Regions from separate parts of the Mus musculus genome. Here region 1 is linked to region 2. Evidence: chromatin contacts called from public Micro-C data. All regions are on one chromosome and are shown on one strand. The core of a region is the stretch at or near the end of the contact, and the rest is flanking DNA. Distances in the headings are between cores, read along the strand shown.

Evidence for each region. Hi-C and Micro-C count contacts between places; a contact is called where the count stands out from the background.
Region 1: a contact with region 2 is called in a Micro-C map of granulosa cells, with 2.7 times the contacts expected there. The contact joins the promoter of Angpt2 here to the enhancer-like site in region 2. A contact is called at or near these places in 10 of 39 promoter capture datasets (the 3T3-L1 cell line, the C10 cell line, the HPC-7 cell line and 7 more), 1 of 15 datasets of contacts at CTCF or cohesin (the G1E-ER4 cell line), 7 of 484 Hi-C or Micro-C datasets (the C3H10T1/2 cell line, the G1E-ER4 cell line, bone marrow-derived macrophages and 4 more), 3 of 115 datasets of contacts at active chromatin or transcription factors (astrocytes, double positive thymocytes and embryonic stem cells) and 2 of 9 other capture datasets (adipose tissue and liver).

What each region holds. Positions count from the first base shown.
Region 1 is chr8:18,739,792-18,743,834 of GRCm38.p6, forward strand. Angpt2 (angiopoietin 2) reads right to left here and starts at 1,771. Exons shown (of 9, transcript NM_007426.4): 1 at 1,200-1,771. The coding sequence starts at 1,487. The region is part of intron 12 of Mcph1 (microcephaly, primary autosomal recessive 1); the gene reads left to right.
Region 2 is chr8:18,686,201-18,690,185 of GRCm38.p6, forward strand. Mcph1 (microcephaly, primary autosomal recessive 1) reads left to right here. Exons shown (of 14, transcript NM_173189.3): 12 at 2,782-2,859. Among named protein-coding and RNA genes, the nearest start is that of Angpt2, 53 kb to the right of the region's middle. Within about 2 kb of position 1,646, at least 7 of the 459 cell types and tissues checked have an H3K27ac peak or open chromatin away from gene starts, as enhancers often do. A contact at or near this core is called in the G1E-ER4 cell line, the HPC-7 cell line and granulosa cells, where this site is marked.

The sequences.
Region 1 (4,043 bases), core at 521-3,020, 54 kb after region 2:
GAGCAATCTTTGTTCTTTGATTTGAAAAATTCCCCCTCTCTCCACAAGATTAAGGCCAGTGACACTCATTCATTTAGACTCCGGGTTCCAGCAAAAGCTTGTCCACTTAAGAAAGTAGGGGTATTCGTGAGAAACATAGATTTGGGCCCCGGTTCTGTTCTCAGATTAAGGCAGGGCATCAAACCAAGAGATTCTGGTGACATCTGAGAAAAGCAAATTATGTCTTTCTGGGAAGACGTACTAAATGAAGTCCACAGGATTTTAAAAGATTTATATGACTTTAAACTATTTCCTTGTGAGCATGTGATGTCATTGTCACAATGTGTAACGATTCATCTACTATCTACATTCTTTGTTTAAACTTCCTGTGGAATACATATGGTTCACATAAAGAATACTCCGGGGTCATTTGAGGTTTTGTAGAAAACAATCATTTGTGAAAGCAAAACAGACCCTTTCAGTGTCTTATTTTGGTTACGGTCTATAAAAAGGCCATGAAACAGAGCAGTCGTCGCAGCCCCAAGAACAAACTGTCAGACCCTCTCAGCCCGCCCGGCGTGGCACGAGCATAGCAGTCCCACGTGGGGACAAGCTCAGAGCCTGTCTCTGGAACTGAACGGGGGTCTGCCTGCAGTGTCTCCGGGACACTTGGGAAACACGGTGCCATTTCCAGATGGCAGCCCCTTCACAGCGCAGCCCTGAGACTCTGAGAACACAAGGTTGGCTTTATTTAATTTCCTCTCTTTTACCAAGAGTCATAATCTATTTTCGTAAAGAAATTCAGGAAATTGGTAAAGCACTTGACTCCATCCGTTAAGTATCCGTAATTAACGTGATTGTCACGTTTTTCCTGGCTCCGTGCTGTCTTGTTCACAGCCTCCCTCACATGCCTACAACCCGCTGAGAAGATCCTGGTAATGGGTGTCACTTAGTCTCAGCTACTCAAACAAAACAGCACGCGCGATCTGCAGAGAAGCGCACTTCCTCTGCTTGGCTAGCAAAGATTCCTAAGTTCAGGGGGTTTTCTGACCAGATTCTGGCATTCTTTTCAGACAACCCCTCTGTGGCTCTTCTCTCTGTGACTGCTTTGCTGCAGGGCAGCACAAAAGAGGATGTTTGCAGCCCACCTCCGCAGCCCCAGTCCCTGATAAAGCCAGGGCTATTAGTTCTTGCTCACCAGAGCCAGCCCACCTTCCTACCTTCATCAGCCACTGTGTGTTGTTCTCTAGAATGTTCTCCAGCACCTGCAGCCTTTGCACTGAGTCGTCGTAGTCGAGGGGTGCATCCCTCTGCACGGCATTGGACATGTAGGGGCTGGAGGAAGATCGGCAGCTGTCGGTCTCCGGCAGCAGGAACGTGTAGCTGCAGGGTCCGTTCTGGACCTGGTACTGCCTTCTGCCTGTGCTGTCCACGCTCTTCCTAAAGTTACTGTAGGCTGAGGCCAAGACAAGATCCCAGCCAAAAGTTAGGAAAATGATCTGCCACATTCTCTCTCTCTTTTTGGGTTCTAAACTGTGAGTTCAGCAAACTTGCGTCCTGAGCTCTCAGCTGCTGTCTAAGGCACAGGGCTGTGCCGTGTGAATAAGTCCATCAGTGAGAGCCTTCTCCGTCCCGCAGCAGGCTCTTTCCCAGTGCCTGTCTCTTCTCTTCTCTTCTCCCCGGCACACTCGGAGCTGTCCTGAGAGGAAGGAGCAGCCCTGCTCACTCCAGAGGTCTGCACGGACTCTTTGTTTCTCCCCTGAGTCTACAGTGTCAGTATCCGAATCAATCACTTTCCTTCCCTTATATGATAAGTTGATAAGAGCAGCCAGACATGTGCAGCCAGCCGCTCCGCCCCCTGGCTCACCCACTATCTTCCTGTAGGGGGTCACTAGCCAGGCAACAGGAAAAATCAGAGCATAGTGCTTACTGCCCCAAAGGACTGTGTACTGCAGAAGCCTTCTGGGAACACAGACCAGCCACAAGACCCCTGGGCATGTCAGAGGCACCACCCTAATTATTTCCTAGAGAGTAGCTGGGGCTCTGTTGTCTGTCTGCTCGTTTGTAGGCTAAGCTTGCAGAGTATCTGAGGTAATCACTTTAATTTTAAAGCATAGTGAAAGTTTCTGTTCTTTTAGGAATAAAATTACAGCTATATCGGGACCTTGGTTTATTTTCTTTATTGTAAATATAAAGGCTAAGATCAGCCCTTGTAAATGTGCTTTTCCAAGGGGAAGTAAAGTCTTGTTGGTATTTGGTTTTTTTTTTAAGTTATGCACATTTTTTTTTATTTTAACCCAGTTTGATATTATTAAATCAAGTTACCAACATCAGTTTTCTCAGCACTCACATGTCTGTGCCTTAACACAAAATACTATACAAATAAAACTTAAAGTAGTTTGGCCTGATTAATTGTCTGTTAAGTAACAATAGATATTTGAGTGAAGTATGTCGAGAGGAAACAAACATACACCTTTTCCTTCACTGTATCAGGGTTTCCTCGGGCTCATCACTCTGTGGCATGTTCCTGATTAAATTAGTCCCAGTCAGTGGGCTCAGGCAAATCACTTTCCCCTTTTAATTAAGTTCAAAAGCCCCTGGCCATAAAAGCTGGGGGCTGCACTGACTTCTAAAACACTTCCAGCTCTGTGGCTCTGCTGGTCCAGAGTCACCACCCCTTCATGACTAGAAGTTAATGCTGCAGAGATCGGTACTGGGAAGACTCCAGCATCCCTGACTCAAAGGACCACGTCCGCCTCCAGAAACCCCAGGGCAACTCTGTGTTACACATCCTCGGCTTCTGGAGGCTAGGAGAGTCATGATTTTAGATCATAGGTGAATCTAGAATCTGCATGGGGAATGTTGTTTTTCACAGAGTCTGTTTGGAAGAGAACTAACTGAATCTTTTTTAAATGCATCCTGTAGCAGACTGGCTCCCGAGTTGGCAACAGAAGAGGGTTATGTTTTGGTTTTTTACCCCAAGATCTACAGGGTCCATGAACTTGGAAAAGAACATGTCTATATTTTTCACCAGGCAATAAGTGATATTTAGCTCTTCCTGTATCTCTGAGAACTGATGAACCATATTTTGCCATCAGTGAAGACACACCCTTCTTAAAGACACCATGAGCCTCCCACTCCATTGAAGGGACACATAGGCTCAGAGACTACTACCAAGTTCTGTGGCGCAGAAAGGCCACAGCTCATGCTCTGGACAATTAGCTGGGGGTGGGGAGCAGTCTGATTCCTGAGAGATGAAACAGGGCTCACGAGTGCTAACCCCCGCAGTCAGAACCCCTCAGAAAGAGCAGGCAGGCCTCAACTTCAGTCTGAGTGCTACGTGCAAAGCTTAGCTGCTCTCAGGGTTCCTACTTGGAAAATAGAAACCATTCCTTCTCTGTGGAATTTTCTGGATTAAGTTGCTATGTAATAGGCGCAATTTAAAAATACTAACTCCCTTTCCTTACAGCTTGCTTATTAAATGGAAATGAATTTGGTTACCATCACACAGTAGCTCCTGGGATAGTCAGGACAAGGCAGTAGCAATGGGTGCAAATCTTTTAGGTTTGTTTGTTTGTAAGAGCACATTTCAAGGCATTGATACATGGTTTAGATTGGAGCCATTCAGTTGTGTTCCAGGCAAATCAAGAAGAAACAAGGAAAAAGAGATACGCCACATACTAAGTCAAGTATTCTGCTGGGTATAGGGTGACTCACAGCAAGACTTCTGATCCACAGGGGGCCATGGGACTTAGAGGGAAAGAGACCATAGGCAGAGAACTATGAGAGTGCATAGAAGGTGACACCACCTCCTGGGGACAGCAGGCCTCATTCAGTTCCACAGAACACAGTAGAAGCTGTACTTCGTAGATTCTGACATGGAAATTATTAAAAGTGGGGTCAGCAAGTCTCCCTTTAGGAATGAGGTGGAGGATTCTGGCCTATGGGCTGCCCCCTCTTGTTGACTGTCTCAGCAGTCGTGACAGCCGCCGTGCAGCTCTTGGATTGCCAGAACAACTGGGTACCAATAATAAGGCTTTACTCATGAATACGGCCCTTTATGT
Region 2 (3,985 bases), core at 396-2,895:
AATGTGTGCAACAAGAAGAGACTTGGAGGGTATGGAGGGATGACTCAGTGGTTAAGAGCACTGTCTGCTATTCCAGAGGACTGGGGTTTGACTCCCAGCACCCACATGGTAGCTTACAACCATCCATAACTATAGTCCCATATGATTCAGTGCCCTCTTCAGGTGTGCAGACGTACATGCAGACAAACACCCATATGTATGCATGTATATGTGTATGTGTATGTATATGTATAAATAAGTCTTTTGAAGAGAGAGGGAGAGAAAGAGACTTGGCTCGCTGATATAGCATGAACTACATAGCCTGTATGAAGAGACATCATCATCTTACTACATCTAAGAATAAAGCAAGAAAACTGTTCCTCTGATAGGTTCATCAGCAAAGTGCGGGTTTTAGGAGTGATGGTCACATGGCAACACTACCATTTCTGTTATCCAGTTTGTGTAATGCCTCTCCTGTGTTCAAGTCCTGTGCAGGGTGTTGTGCTTAAACTGAGGTGGGTCCTGGAGGTAACTTCCCCCACCAAGGCTCACATACACACAGGATGTAGTCCTCACTCACAACCCCATCCCTTGCTGGATTTAGTCTCTCAGCTGTTTTCGTCTTATGTAGTATTTTCTGGGAAATGTGTGTGGTTGGGTAAGATTATTTCACAAACCCACCTGAAATCCTAGAAAACAGACTTCCACTATTTTGAATATTGCACTGAGCTAAAGATGGGTTTGGCTAATGTAAGGGCTTGTGCCAGAAAACATTTGTAAACTCTAAAAGACCACCAAGGAGCCGATTTTGATACAATCTTTACTCAAGCTCAAGCTTGGGCCACACCACCTTCTCTGAGCCAGCAGAACAGGAGGGGGCTGAATACTTGGTTTCAGGCAAGCAGTGGGTATCTAGCTTGGTCCTTATCTGACTGGGGGACCAATATGGCCTTTAACATAATTAGCTGCTGTTGGGAGCCAAACCATAAACTTAACTTCTGCTTTCCTCCTAGTTGGTGCTTGTTAGGAAGCAAAGTGTCTAGGGGTGCAGATTTGTTGGGGAATAACCTTGAAACTGGTGCTAGACGTAGGTCTTGTTGGGGGGGGGGGGGGGCGGACCTAGAAACTGGTGTTAAGAACCAGCCTGTTAATTTGAGTTCAACCTTAGGTCAGGTTCTCTAAGATAGAGTCTGAACCCAAAAGATTTGGTTTCTCAGGCTAGAATACAAAGTTGTTTTTCTGTATTATTGAGTCTGTGATTTTAGTGAAATCAAATCTATGTTTTCTGCTACCTTTATGCAACATCTATTTTAAAGAAATTAAATGTATCCATTTGCTTAGCAAAATTGTACTGTAAGTGCCTTACAATTTTATTTTCTTAACATTTAAAAAGGAGCAAAGTCATGGAGCACGAATGTTCCCCACGAACTTGTTTAGGTTCAGTTGACATTTTAATGTGTACTGAATTGGAACTTGAGTGCCACACACATTTCTATGGCTGACTCCTGGCCTCTAGCTGGTGTGCCGAATTTCCCACCGCAGGATTCTACCATTGCTGCATGCTGACATGAACTTAATGTTGAAACCACATTTTATCTCCTGGGCTGATTATACAAGGTCGAGGAGACCCACATATCCACAGCGTTATCTCTAAAGGATAGATAGCACTGGGAGGCCGATAGCGGTAAGGGGAGGGAACACTGTGTAATATGGATGGCTTTAACCCACACAGTAATTGAACTTATTAAGATCTTTCTCCTTTCTCTCCTCCTTCCCTCCGCTTATCTTCCTCCCTCCAATGGCATTTGGGCAATAAAAGTTAGGAGAAAACAGAAAGACAGTTAGATGACAAAGCATCCGTGGCCACAGGAATCTAATTGAAACTGATGTTTTCTTTGAGTGGGGTTCCTGGGAGCATAACTTGCTGTTTCCCATGTTCTCCTCTACTCTCATGGACTGTCTTGAGCTCAACAGCCTCATAGATATGACTTCTGACTCTCAGGTCTTGTGCTTGTCCCCACCCCTCCCCTCTCTGGCCATCCCCCACAGTCCTACCCTACCACCACCTCTGCCAGCCCGGCACCAGAACCACAAATGCACCTCACCCACTTTTGACACAGGCTCTAGAGTTCACAGTCAGCTCCCTCTGCTTTCACAACTTGCACTTTACCAACTGAGCCATCTCCCCAGCCCTCGAGCCCTTCCTTCCTTCCTTCCTTCCTTCCTTCCTTCCTTCCTTCCTTCCTTCCTCTTTTTTTTTTAAGCTCGTAAAACTGTGGAATGTTCATGGAAGATTCTAAAGGGCAATTTAAAACTTAGATTTCTAGCACACAGCATGTCACATAAAAAGCAGGATAGTGTTTTAAGTATTTGATTTCATTAGGATGCTGTTAGAACTGTCAACTTGACAGGATGTGAAATTACCTACAAGCTTCCAGCTGCTGCCTTGATTTTCCAGCCTTGAACTGGGAGCCTCAGCAGCCTTCTCTGCTTCTTACATTGCTTCTGTTGGGTATCAGGTGTTGGGTATTGGTGGGTGAAGCCACCAAGCTGGGCACTGGCCTCCATTTCTAGCCACACTGGGGTGTTTTTCTTAAGATGTTTGCTAATGGCTGGAGCAGGCACTGTGAAGTGTCCCAAAGTGCTCTGGCTTTTGTGTGGCTGATTTCAGACCCTTGGAGCTCATCGATGCTAGGCTTTTAGGGGGGTTGCTTTTGCTCTGATCAAAAGTGACTCCAACCTACTCCCCAACAGTCTAATCAATCCGTGACTGATATTCTCTGTGTGCTATGTTTCTTTTAGGTACTGTTGTCTTTAGAGTTGGGCCACTGGATTTCTGAGGAGCCTTTTGAACTCTCTGAAACCTTCCCTGCAGCTCCGGTAAGTCAATGCTGTCCGACAGTGGTAAAAGCAACATGGTCGTCTAGGAAACTGTTAGGATCATAAACTTGGCACCATAGGTTAAGAGAGGTCTTATTCAGACAAAAAGGATGTTATCCCAAAAATGAATGGCATCTGTTTATTTATTTGTGACATCACAAGTGAAAACTTGAGGAAAACACTTGAAAAGTGCCGTGAGAAATGTCACCTTGAAGAGTGTCCCCTAAGCCAGGCAGTCCAGCACACAGGAAACAGAATTGGGTGGATTGCTGCAAGCTTGCTGCTGTCCCGGGCTGGAGAGTGAGACCTTTCCTCAAAAAAAGGATTTTTAAAACTAATTAATCATGAAAGCCTATAGGGCTGTGCCACTCTTAAGGCTAATGCTAATACAGATAAACCTGATAAATATAAAAGCTGTGGTCTGCCAGCATTGTGATGGGCTGTGCAGCTCTTAAGGTTAATGCTAATACAGATAAAACCAATAGGTATAAAAGCTGTGGCCTGCCAGGATTGTGATGTAGTCTTTATTTTGATATCTTTCCTATGCTCCACTTTATGAACTCTCAATTATTTTAAATATTTGCTAACTGAATTCTAACTTCTCAAATAATTAAGGTTTGACTGGCAGCAGGGGCTGTACAGAAGTCAGCTTTCATTTCCAAACATGTTGATTGGTTTGAGATAGTTAATCTGAAAAGATGAGTCTCTGAAAGACAGTGGTTGTTCTGGCTGTCCCCTGTGCTCTTGTGTAGCTGTCCAAGTGGGCCTGCACAGGGACCAGCAGGAAGCTGACCTCTGACCCCAGTCGCTCGCTCATCTAGCCCATCTCATTGTTTCTGTTTTCATTTCAAGATTACTGTTTTGATTTCCTTTCAGCTTTGTAAATGTTTTCTTAAGAACAGAAAAAAAAAATTCCTCCCAGTAATTCTGTTTATTTAAAATACTGTGTAAGGAGCTGAAGAGTAAAGTGGAAACCGTACTTCTTCCCGTTCTCTGAGCTAAGAGAGAAGGTGTAACTCTGAGCAGCGCTATTAGCCTCCATCTTCCTGCATCCACTGCTGCCTGCCCTTCCTGGGTGACCATCTTTGACCGTTTCCCACCTCAGCTCTTGCTGTTATGGTCAGTC